Linked DNA regions of Rattus norvegicus: region 1 is linked to region 2. A link is a contact called in public Hi-C data. All regions are on one chromosome and are shown on one strand. Each heading gives the region's core, a stretch centred on a gene start, on an enhancer-like site or on the middle of the called end of the contact. The rest is flanking DNA. Distances are from core to core; before and after follow the strand shown. Region 1 overlaps LOC120094777 (a long non-coding RNA gene). Region 2 overlaps Dlgap1 (DLG associated protein 1).

What was found. Hi-C and Micro-C count contacts between places; a contact is called where the count stands out from the background.
Region 1: a Hi-C map of the A7r5 cell line shows a contact between it and region 2, with 5 times the contacts expected there. The contact joins two enhancer-like sites. A contact is called at or near these places in 11 of 12 Hi-C or Micro-C datasets (the A7r5 cell line, the Rat2 cell line, Schwann cells and 6 more).

What each region holds. Positions count from the first base shown.
Region 1 is chr9:118,312,349-118,317,472 of GRCr8, forward strand. LOC120094777 (a long non-coding RNA gene) reads left to right here. Exons shown (of 3, transcript XR_010055098.1): 2 at 1-1,507; 3 at 2,672-4,054. Among named protein-coding and RNA genes, the nearest start is that of Myl12b, 20 kb to the right of the region's middle. Within about 2 kb of position 2,578, at least 11 of the 93 cell types and tissues checked have an H3K27ac peak or open chromatin away from gene starts, as enhancers often do. A contact at or near this core is called in the A7r5 cell line, where this site is marked.
Region 2 is chr9:118,044,006-118,049,143 of GRCr8, forward strand. The region is part of intron 6 of Dlgap1 (DLG associated protein 1); the gene reads left to right. LOC102555426 (a long non-coding RNA gene) reads right to left here. Exons shown (of 7, transcript XR_010055090.1): 5 at 1-5,138. Among named protein-coding and RNA genes, the nearest start is that of Tgif1, 160 kb to the right of the region's middle. Within about 2 kb of position 2,911, at least 20 of the 93 cell types and tissues checked have an H3K27ac peak or open chromatin away from gene starts, as enhancers often do. A contact at or near this core is called in the A7r5 cell line, where this site is marked.

The sequences.
Region 1 (5,124 bases), core at 1,328-3,827, 270 kb after region 2:
ATACCAACCAACAAGGACTAAATCACCATCCAAAGAGTGCACATGGACAGACCCATGGCTCCAGCTTCATGTGTAGCAGAGGATGGCCTTGTTGGGCACCAAAGGGAGGAGAAGCCCTTGGTTCTACCAAGGCTGGATCCCCCAGTGTAGGGGAACGTCAGGGTGGGGAGGCGAGAAGGGTTAAGTGGTTGGATGGGGAAAAGGGGATAACATTTGAAATGTAAATAAAAATATATCCAATAAAAAAAAAAGAAAAAGAAAATGATACTTGATCCCCAGTCCACAAAAAGAATTAACATAGGCCCAGCAGGGCAGTGGTAGCAGGTGCCTTTAACCCCAGCACTGTGGAGGTAGAGGCAAGTGGATCTCTGTGAGTTTGAGGCCAGCCTGGTCTACAGAGTGAGATCCAGGACAGCCAAGGATACACAGTGAAACCTTGTCTTGAAGACAAATAAAAAGCAACAAGAAGAAAAGAAGAATTAACATAGGCTCAAAAGTTGTAAAAAAAAAAAAAAAACAAAACCCTTTTTATGTAACTCAAATGTGAAATTTAAGGGCAATTTCTTCTTCATCATCTTCTTCATCATCACCATCATCACCATAAGTCAGCAGCTCTGCGGTTGGGTAGGCAAGCCAGTCCCACCTCTGATAGACTGAGAAAACAGAGAACACAGAGGCCAAGAGACCAATGAAGAGCTTGGAGTAGGAGTTCTGCTACAACTGGCTGTGACATTGCAAGGGAGAGCAGGGGGCACTGGGTCATTAGTCTCATCTGAGAAGTGGGAGTTGCTTTCCTAAAATGCCTTTTAGCAAACAGACTCCCGCTCCCAACTATGAACAGACTACCGCAGACATTTCCAAACCTGTGGCTATTGTGGAAACTTGATCTGTGGCTTTATGTTACATTCTGGTCCAGTTCTTAGGGTTGCCAAGGTAACTGACCAGCACGGAGGCCAACAATGGAACTTCCGGAGGAAATAGGTGTCATTCTCCAGCAAGCAGATTTTCAAGAGTAGCTTTGACAGCCTCCTGGGGTGTTACACATTGCAACTCAATAACAGCTGTCTTTCACACTGATAAACTAGGACAACAGCAATTGACACTACATTGCTCTGGGCAAAAAAGTAGCTTCTTTCTCTCTCTCTCTCTCTCTCTCTCTCTCTCTCTCTCTCTCTCTCTCTCTGTGTGTGTGTGTGTGTGTGTGTGTGTGTGTGTGTGTGTGTGCCTGCACACAGTGCATGGAAAAAGGTTATTTCCATGCAAGCAAAGCATGGGAAAAGGTTATCTGGGAATCTATAGTCAGCCCCTTACACGAGCTGAAGTCCGTTTGCACTGAGGTGATTAGGAAAGAGCAGTGTAGGGAAGCGTCCGGATGTATTTTCACGGAGTCCAGGAGAGGAAACAGATTTCATCATACTCCTTTGGAAGGGGGATCTGAAAGGAAGCATTGTGCCCTGAGAACCCAAGACAGCAGACGCAGGACTGGAGGGATTAGGACTTCCTGAAGGTATGTCCAAAATGATTTCTCATATTTAAACATGAACATGCCTATTCATATGCATTCCACAGAATATTTCCATCCCCACCCCACCCCCCAGCCAAACACTTTCAGGTCTTTTATTCATTTGGTATTTTTCTGGCATTATTCTAATGATATTTCCAGGAGATGGGGAGTTGGGGGAGGAAATAGCAATAAAAAGAAGCTGTCTTACAAGCTATTTGTGTTGTCTTGAGACATTTAGGTTGGATGACTTGTTAGAGTACATTGCATAGAGCTATTAAACAGATGCTGCTCGAATTTTTTGAGGCAGAAAAATAAGGCATAATTTTACAACACAATTTCACACACATCTACCGGCTTGTGGTCTCTGCGATAGATGTGATAATGGCAAGAATGATAAAGACTTGCTCACATGTTCACATGACCATGGGACCAGAAGTGAATGAGGTGGGACCTGCCTGCCAGCCCAAGGAAACTGGGAGATTTAAGGTCAGGGGATAGTTTGAGCCCAGGATTCTCAAAGACTGCAGAGCTGGATTCTGGAACTTTCTAATCACTTAACAAATATTTATACATGAATTGATGGTGGATGAATGGAAGGAAGGAGGAAGGAAAGAAAGAGTTAGGGAGGAGGAAGAGGGAGTGAGGAGGAAGAGGGAGTGAGGAGGAAGAGGGAGTGAGGAGGAAGAGGGAGGGAGGAGGAAGAGGGAGGGAGGAGGAAGAGGTAGGGAGGAGGAAGAGGGAGTGAGGAGGAAGAGGGAGGGAGGAGGAAGAGGGAGTGAGGAGGAAGAGGGAGGGAGGAGGAAGAGGGAGTGAGGAGGAAGAGGGAGGGAGGAGAAGGGAGGAGGAAGGACAGGGAGGGGGACGGAGGAGATAGGCACTTGCTATGAGTTCTCATAAAAATCAAATCCCAGAAACTGCTCCCTAAATCTGGAATGCAGAGACGCATGAATTTCCTGTAGGGACTTTGCATGAAATTGTCCTCTAAAGAGCTCTTGACAAAGTGGGGCCAGTGCTCTGAAGTCAGACTGCGCGCTACTCTACAGTTTAAGCTCCTTAGGGAATGGTTTACTACAGTACCAAGAATAATAGTGACACCTAGTGACACTTCCAGTTATCGTCTCTAAACAACTGCGCTTGACAACTGTGTTTTGGTTTTTGGTTTTAAAGGAAAGCTCCACTGAGACCAAGTACAAAGGCGACAAGTGTATTCTGTGACCGCCACCATCTTTTCAACCCGAGAAGTCTTTCTTCAAAACTGTAGTATGTGGGCCAGCCTGGTCTATTTACAGAGTGAATTCCAGGACAGCGGCACCACACAGAGAAACCCTGTCTTGAAGAAAAAAACAAAAAATGAAACAAACTAACAACAAAAGAAAAGAAAAAACTTCAATCTGTAATAAACTTCCACATCCTCTTTCAGTTTCTGAGTGACACTCTCTCGGGATCTCTCCGCCCTAAGTTCTTCAACAGTTTCTACATTCAGATTCCAAGGCTTGTGCTCATACATAATGCATAACATTTTTAAAAAATTTAGTATTACTTACCAGTTTGGGTGTTTCGTCTGCATGTTTGCCTGTTCACCATTTACGTACCTGGTGCCCTAGGAGGCCGGAAGCGGGAGTTGGATCACCTGGAACTGGAGTTATGGCGGTTATGAGGCTCCCTTCATGGTGTGCTGGGAAGTCAAACCTGCAGCCTCTGTATGAGCAGCAAGTGGTCTTAACAAGGAGCCATCTCTCCAGCCCCTGTAAGGCATAACATGATAACTTATCACGCTAAACAGTAATACATGCATGGATCATGCTAAGAGCTCGGACACGTCATGAGCACCTTACTGGGTCGTGCTGCCAGATCACGGAAGGCGGGGGCGAGCTGAGGGTTGCTCTGAAGAATGCCTGAGAAGCATTCTAGGAAAGATCTGAGTTCAGGAAAAGGGGTTAAAGGTCCATACTGAGCCCAGGGCAGCTTTTGCCCCAGGCTGCCACCTATTCCTCCCTGAGAGATTTTATCAGTGCAAGATAATTTCTGTCTGTCATAGTTTTTCTCCCTGAAGCCTTCCAAAACCTCCTGTTCCTTCTCAATCCTCAGCCCCTGTTCAGATTAAGGTGGCACCGCCTGGCCTTGAGTCTCCTGCAGGGAGACTGCAGATACGTTTGTACAATTTTCCTTTTCTTTGTCTATTGTCAGTCTAGCCCAGTGTCCTGGCTGGTTTTATGATACAAGGTGGTCATTGAGGAGGGAGCCTCAATTGAGAAAATGCCTCTATAAGATCACGTTGTAGCAAGCCTGTAGGGCCTTTTCTTAATGAGTGATCCATGGGAGAGAACCCAGCCCATTGGTGGGTGTTGCCACACCTGAGTTTTCATCCTAAGTTTATAAGTAGGCTGAGCAAGCCATGATAAGCAAGTCAGTAAGCAGCAGCCCTCCACGGCCTCTGCATCAGCTCCTGCCTCCATGTTCCTGCCCTGCTTGAGTCCCGGACCTCATCACTTTTGACAATGAACTGTTATGTGGAACTGTGAGCAAAGTAAACCCTTTGCTCCCCGCGATGCTCTTTTGTCTTTAGAGTTTCATCACAGCAATAGAAACGCTGACTAAGACACCCAGCCACTCACGTTACTGAGCTCTCCACTTCCCTCTAACTGAAGAGCGTCTTTTTTTTTTTTTTTTTTTTTTTTTTTGGTTCTTTTTTTCAGAGCTGGGGACCGAACCCAGGGCCTTGCGCTTCCTAGGCAAGCGCTCTACCACCGAGCTAAATCCCCAACCCCGAAGAGCGAAGAGCGTCTTGATTAGACTGTAGGTCCCAACTGTTTAATCGGGAAGTTGTAGGCTTGATGTTTTTGTCAGGAAGGTCAGAAGCTAGATTCTGTCCAGCAAGCAGGATGACGTCTGTAGTTCAGTCTTCTTACCCAGAAGACGAGATGACAGTGCACACACTACCCAGGACAAAATGTAACGACGGAGGCTTCTATAACACACGACTGGTGTCTTCTCTGCTCATCACTTTCCTGGGCCACACCCACTGCGCTCAGACCACAGCCCCATGCTTACTAGCTAGCTGTGCTTCCCTGAGAAGCCACTCCTATTCCTCAATTCCTCTTCTGTACAAACTAAACCATAAAAATACCAGCCTCAGAGGGCAGCAGTGTATCATGCTTAGTACAGAGTGATACCAGAAATGTTGGGGTCCCTCCTTGGGGGCTCTCAGTTTCATTAATAAAAGGATTTAAGGGGCTGGAGAGATGGCTCAGTGGTTACGAGCACTGACTGCTCTTCCAAAGGTCCTGAGTTCAATTCCCAGCAACCACATGGTGGTTCACAACCCTCTGTAATGGGATCTGATACCCTCTTCTGGTGTGTCTGAAGACAGCTACAGTATATATAATAAATAAATAAATAAATAAATAAATAAATAAATAAATAAAAATTTTAAGAAGGATTTAAGAACAGATTCATAGGAGAGCTTAAAGGCAACTTTATTAGTTTAATATAAGAACCCAGGGAAAGCAGGCTGGTAAACCCCAGACAGCTGCCTGGAAGAGTCTAGAGAAGAGAAACCACATGAGTTCAGGCCACATGGAGATGAGTCCTGTGGAGGACAAGCAGCCACAGGGCAGAGG
Region 2 (5,138 bases), core at 1,661-4,160:
CTTCTGCAAGTTGCTTTCAGAGAAACAAACCCAGTGCCTGTAACACAGGCCCCAGGGCTGTGAGATCACGAAGGCGCCAGCGAGGTCTCAGAGCCATACATATATTTCAGAATCTCAGAGATGGAGTGAGGTGACTTCAACGCCTCAGCTAACTCACTGCCTAGTAGTTGGTGGTGCTCAGTGATGCTAATGAGGGCAGTTAGTAGCCGTGGTTGGCTTGTCAATGACGGCAAGATAGGAGAGGTGATAATGGTAGAGGTGGAGATGGTGGAGGTGATGGAGGTGGAGATGATGGAGATGGAGATGGTTGCGATGATGGAGGTTGATTTGGTAGTTATGTTTACAGCGGCAGTGGAGGTAAAGGTAGGTGGTGGACATGGAGATGGGAGCTATGAAGATGGTGGTGGAGGTGCTGATGGCTGAAACGATAGCAGTGGTGCTGATGGTGAGGTGGACGAGGTGACATGACACTGGCAAGGTTAGAGTCAGTCATCTTCACGTTAGCATCTTCCTCTCGTGCACAGCAGCAAACTGCAGCAATGACATTTCCACCTTCGCTGCTTAGTTAGAATAGCTGTCTGCTCTGCGTATCCTAGCAACTGGTGTTTTCCATCAATTCCTTCTCCTAAAGAGCAACATTGTTAAGGTGGCCAACAGAAACAGTATTCCAACAGAATGCGCAGGTCATTAAGGGCAAGAGAAACGTAAATGAAGAATTGTAACTATGAAGGCTGAAGCAAGAAGGTCGTAAGTTCAAGGCCAACCTGAGCTACAATAGAGAAATCCAGGCCAGCCCAAGTGATACACTGAGGCTCCGTCTCAAAACTGGGAGAGGAAGAGACAGAAAGGGAATGGAAGGAGAGAAAAATGTTAATTCCATGTACTGAGGACTCTGATCGAGATAGCCAAGCGTAAAGCGACACGGTGGAGAGACACTGCTGTCACTGGTTTGGATTGGGAATGTCCATCTGTCAAAAACTGGGAGTAAAGGGTTCGTGGGCAAAGTAAAGATGGGGTTTCCCCAGGCACCTACAAGGCAGTGAAGCGCCTAAGTGCCGCGCATCTGTGGAGGGAAGCATCTGACCGCAGAAGAGGGTCATCAGGGAAGCAATGAAGCCAAGGCTGGCTCAGGCTGAACTGGGTCTTAAACTCCATCCTTTGGGCCGAACTCTTAGATTTTTTTCACACAAGGAGACTCTCAAGGAAAGGTGAAAGACAGTTAGGATTGCCAGTGGGAATCTGCTGAGGGTGGCTGGAAAAGGAGAGGAGGATGTGAGGTCAGATGCAAGAATCCAGCAGGGCAGGTTGGGGGAGGGGGAGCTCCAGAGAAAGGACTGGCTGCAGCGAGAAGGGGCTCCCGCAGCACCTCAGTGTGGAGCTGCTAGATGACTTGCTAGATGTAGACCATGAGCTTCCAGTGGAAAACAGCTGGAACGGAGCCAAGAGAGTGAAGCGGGGGAGGGGGGGTGTTAGCGGGGAGCTGGAGGGATGTTCGCTCAGCAGTTAGAGCTGGCTACTCTTCCATTTGTGGCACATCACAACTCCAATTCTAAGGGATCTGATGCTCTCTTCTGACCACTATGGGCAGTGGGCACCCACACGGTGCATTGATACATGCCAGCAAAACACCCATACGCCTAAAATAAAATGTAAAAGGAAGGAGGGGGGGAGGGACGGAGGGAAGGAAAGAAGGAAGGAAGGGAGGGAGGAAGGAAGGAAGGAAAATGCTCTAAAGAAGATAGATGTTTAGCAATGTGCAGAATCTAACTAAAGTTTTAATTACTCCCTGGTGCAGTGGGATTCTCATTAGCTTTTAAGAAAGGAAAATGAACTGGGTGGTGGTTGTGCATGCTTTAATCCCATCACTCAGGAGACAGAGTCAGGCAGATCTCTGAGTTTGAGGCCCGCTGGTCTACAGAGTGAGTCCCAGGACAGAGGAAGTGAGGAGAGGGGAGAGAGAAGGGAGAGAAGGGGGGAGAGAGAAGACAGAAAGAGGAGAGGGAGGAAGAGAGAGGGGAGAGAGATAATATAATTTCAGTTCTAGTGGGATCCAATTCCTCCTTCTGACCCATATGGCACCAGGCATGTACATCATACATACATACATACATACATACATACATACATACATGCATGCATACATACATACAAGCAGAACAATCACAGAAATAAAAATAAATTCCTTTTTTAAATTTTAAGTCTTTCAGAAAAGCACAGGGTCTTTTTTAATTCTTTTATTATTTTTTTATTTATTACTTGTTTATTTCCTTCATGGCTGCCCCCCTCCATTGCTACTCTAACATGGGTTGGCGGGGGAGAGGTTCCTTCTCCTACAATAAGTAAAATTGGAGTCACTTCTTGAGTTCAGCAAAGAGGCTACATGATCCCAGAGTTTAGAGAATTATTCTTGTTGCTCCACTAGGAACCGACTGGTCTGAGTGTTAAGATAAAAGCCCTTAAAATAGATTCTAAAAGTGGGATGACTTCATTAATTCTATATTTGTTCCAGTTCCCTTACATCAGACTTCCTTCCGTCCTGCATGAGCGTGGGGGAGAAAATATCTGTTGAAAAAGCAAGCTCGAGAGTAGTGCATGCCTTCAATCCCAGCACTCAGGAGGCAGACAGGCCAGCCCACATAGTGAGTTCCAGGTTAGTCAGAGCTACATAGTGAGACCTTTTCCCGAAAGAAGGAAAAAGAAAAAGTAAATAAAATGGAAAATAAATTCAAAACCTGTTAAATCTGCTTTCTCGGGCTCCTTGTGTGGCTCAGTTTACCTAGAAAAAAACGGCAAAAAAGAAAATAGTTGGCTGTGTCTCCAGCTCAAATAATCAGTTTCCATGAGGTGGGTCGTCTTTTCAGCTAGACGCAGCCAAGCAACGGGAACACGTGACCTGCCAGCTGGCGCGTTTCTTCCGTTCTTTACCAAGCGATCTCTCGAACTGAGTTGGCGTTCCATTACTGTAGCAAATATCTGAGATGAGTCAACGTAAAAAGAAGTAAGGTTGAGTCGGGATTTGAAGGTCTTTTAGGCCTGTAGGGAGGCAGCACATCCTATAGTGGAGGAAACTTATTCACTTTGTGGAGGGCATGAGGAGGGAGAGAGGGAGAGAGGGAAGGGGAGGGGAGTGGGAGAGATCCCAACATCACCTTCGAGGGCATGCATGCCATCCTATCCAGGATTACTATTGCTGTGACAAAACACCATGACCAAAAGCAACTTGGTGGGGCGGTGGTTACTCATGGTTCCATGTAACAAGTAGTAAGGACAGTAACTCAAGCAGGGCAGGAACCTAGACGCAGAAGCTAATGCAGAGGCCGTGGAGGGGTGCTGCTCACAGGTTTGCTAAACACGGCTTCCTCAGCCTGATTTCTTGTAGAACCCAGGATCACCAGCCCAGGGGTGGCACCACTCACCGTGGGTTAGGTTCTCTCCCATCAATCACTATTAAGAAAATGCCCTACAGTCGGGTATTATGGAAGCATTTTCTCAATTGAAATTCCCTCCTTTCAGATAACTCCAGCTTATATCAAGTTGACATAAAACTATCCAGCACACACCTCTTCCTCAAAGATGTAAATCCTTCCACTGGGTCCCATTTCCTAAAGTTTTTACTATGTCTCAACAGTGTTCTAGACTAGGACAAAGCCTAGGGCTTCGTGGGGACAATTATGCGAACATAGCATGCACCCACCATGAACCAGTCACCGAGGGCATTGCCACATCAGGAAGGCTTCTGTGTAATGTATAGTCAAGTGTTCCTCATGTGACAGGGACTCTGGATATTGGAACTAAGAAACATTGTGATTCTCATGTACCTGTGAGCTGTGAGGGCAGAGAAAATGAATTTTTTCTTCCTCCTGGAGTTCCGGGGACAGGAAGGAGAATAAAGAGTAAAGGGCCTTTAGAGTGGTTCAGAATTGTTGAACATAGAGGTTGGCTAGGAAGGAAGGGAGCCTAGAGGGTTGAAAGGTGTCCAAGACAAATCCCAGCTCAGGAAAGCCAACATCTGGTCAGTGGCTTCACAGATACAGAAAGAAGAATGGGGCCATTACACTGTTTCTGTCAGGTCACGCGGGTGTTCTTACTAAGCTGATCTCACTAAGATATGAAAAAACTAATGTCCATTGGTTTATGATGAAAACAAGAACATTCCACCTACATGATAGCTGTCAGATATCAAGAGAAGGTTTGTATAAACATGTATCATCAGAAACGTGACTTACTTCTGTAAATGCTGAGATTTAAATTTCTCAGGAACCGGAAAGATGGCTCATCCTTTGAACACGTGTTGCTCTTCCAGATGACCTGAGTTCAATTCCCAGCACCCACATCACCCCTCACAACATAACTCCATTCCTAAGGGATCCTCTCCTGGCCTCCTTAGGCAGAATTAATTTTTAAAATTAATTGCTTAGAAATTTCTCAAGAGGAACTCTCCTCCATTGTTGGTGGGATTGCAGACTGGTACAACCATTCTGGAAATCAGTCTGGAGGTTCCTCAGAAAATTGGACATTGAACTACCTGAGGACCCAGCTATACCTCTCTTGGGCATATACCCAAAAGATGCCCCAACATATAACAAAGACACGTGCTCCAACATGTTCATAGCAGCCTTATTTATAATAGCCAGAAGCTGGAAAGAACCCAGATGCCCTTCAACAGAGGAATGGATACAGAAAATGTGGTACATCTACACAATGGAATATTACTCAGCTATCAAAAACAATGACTTTATGAAATTCACAGACAAATGGATGGAACTGGAAAATATCATCCTGAGTGAGGTAACCCAATCACACAAAAACACACATGGTATGCACTCATTGATAAGTAGATATTAGCCCAAATGTTCAAATTACCCTAGATGCACAGAACACATGAAAATCAAGAAGGATGACCAAAATGCGAATGCTTCACTCCTTCTTTAAAAGGGGAACAAGAATACCCTTAGGAGGGAATATTGAGGCAAAGTTTAGAACAGAGGCAGAAGAAACACCCATTCAGAGCCTGCCCCACATGTGGCCCATACATATACAGCCACCCAATTAGACAAGATGGATGAAGCAAAGAAGTGCAGGCTGACAGGAAACAGATGTAGATCTCTCCTGAGAGACACAGCCAGAATACAGCAAAT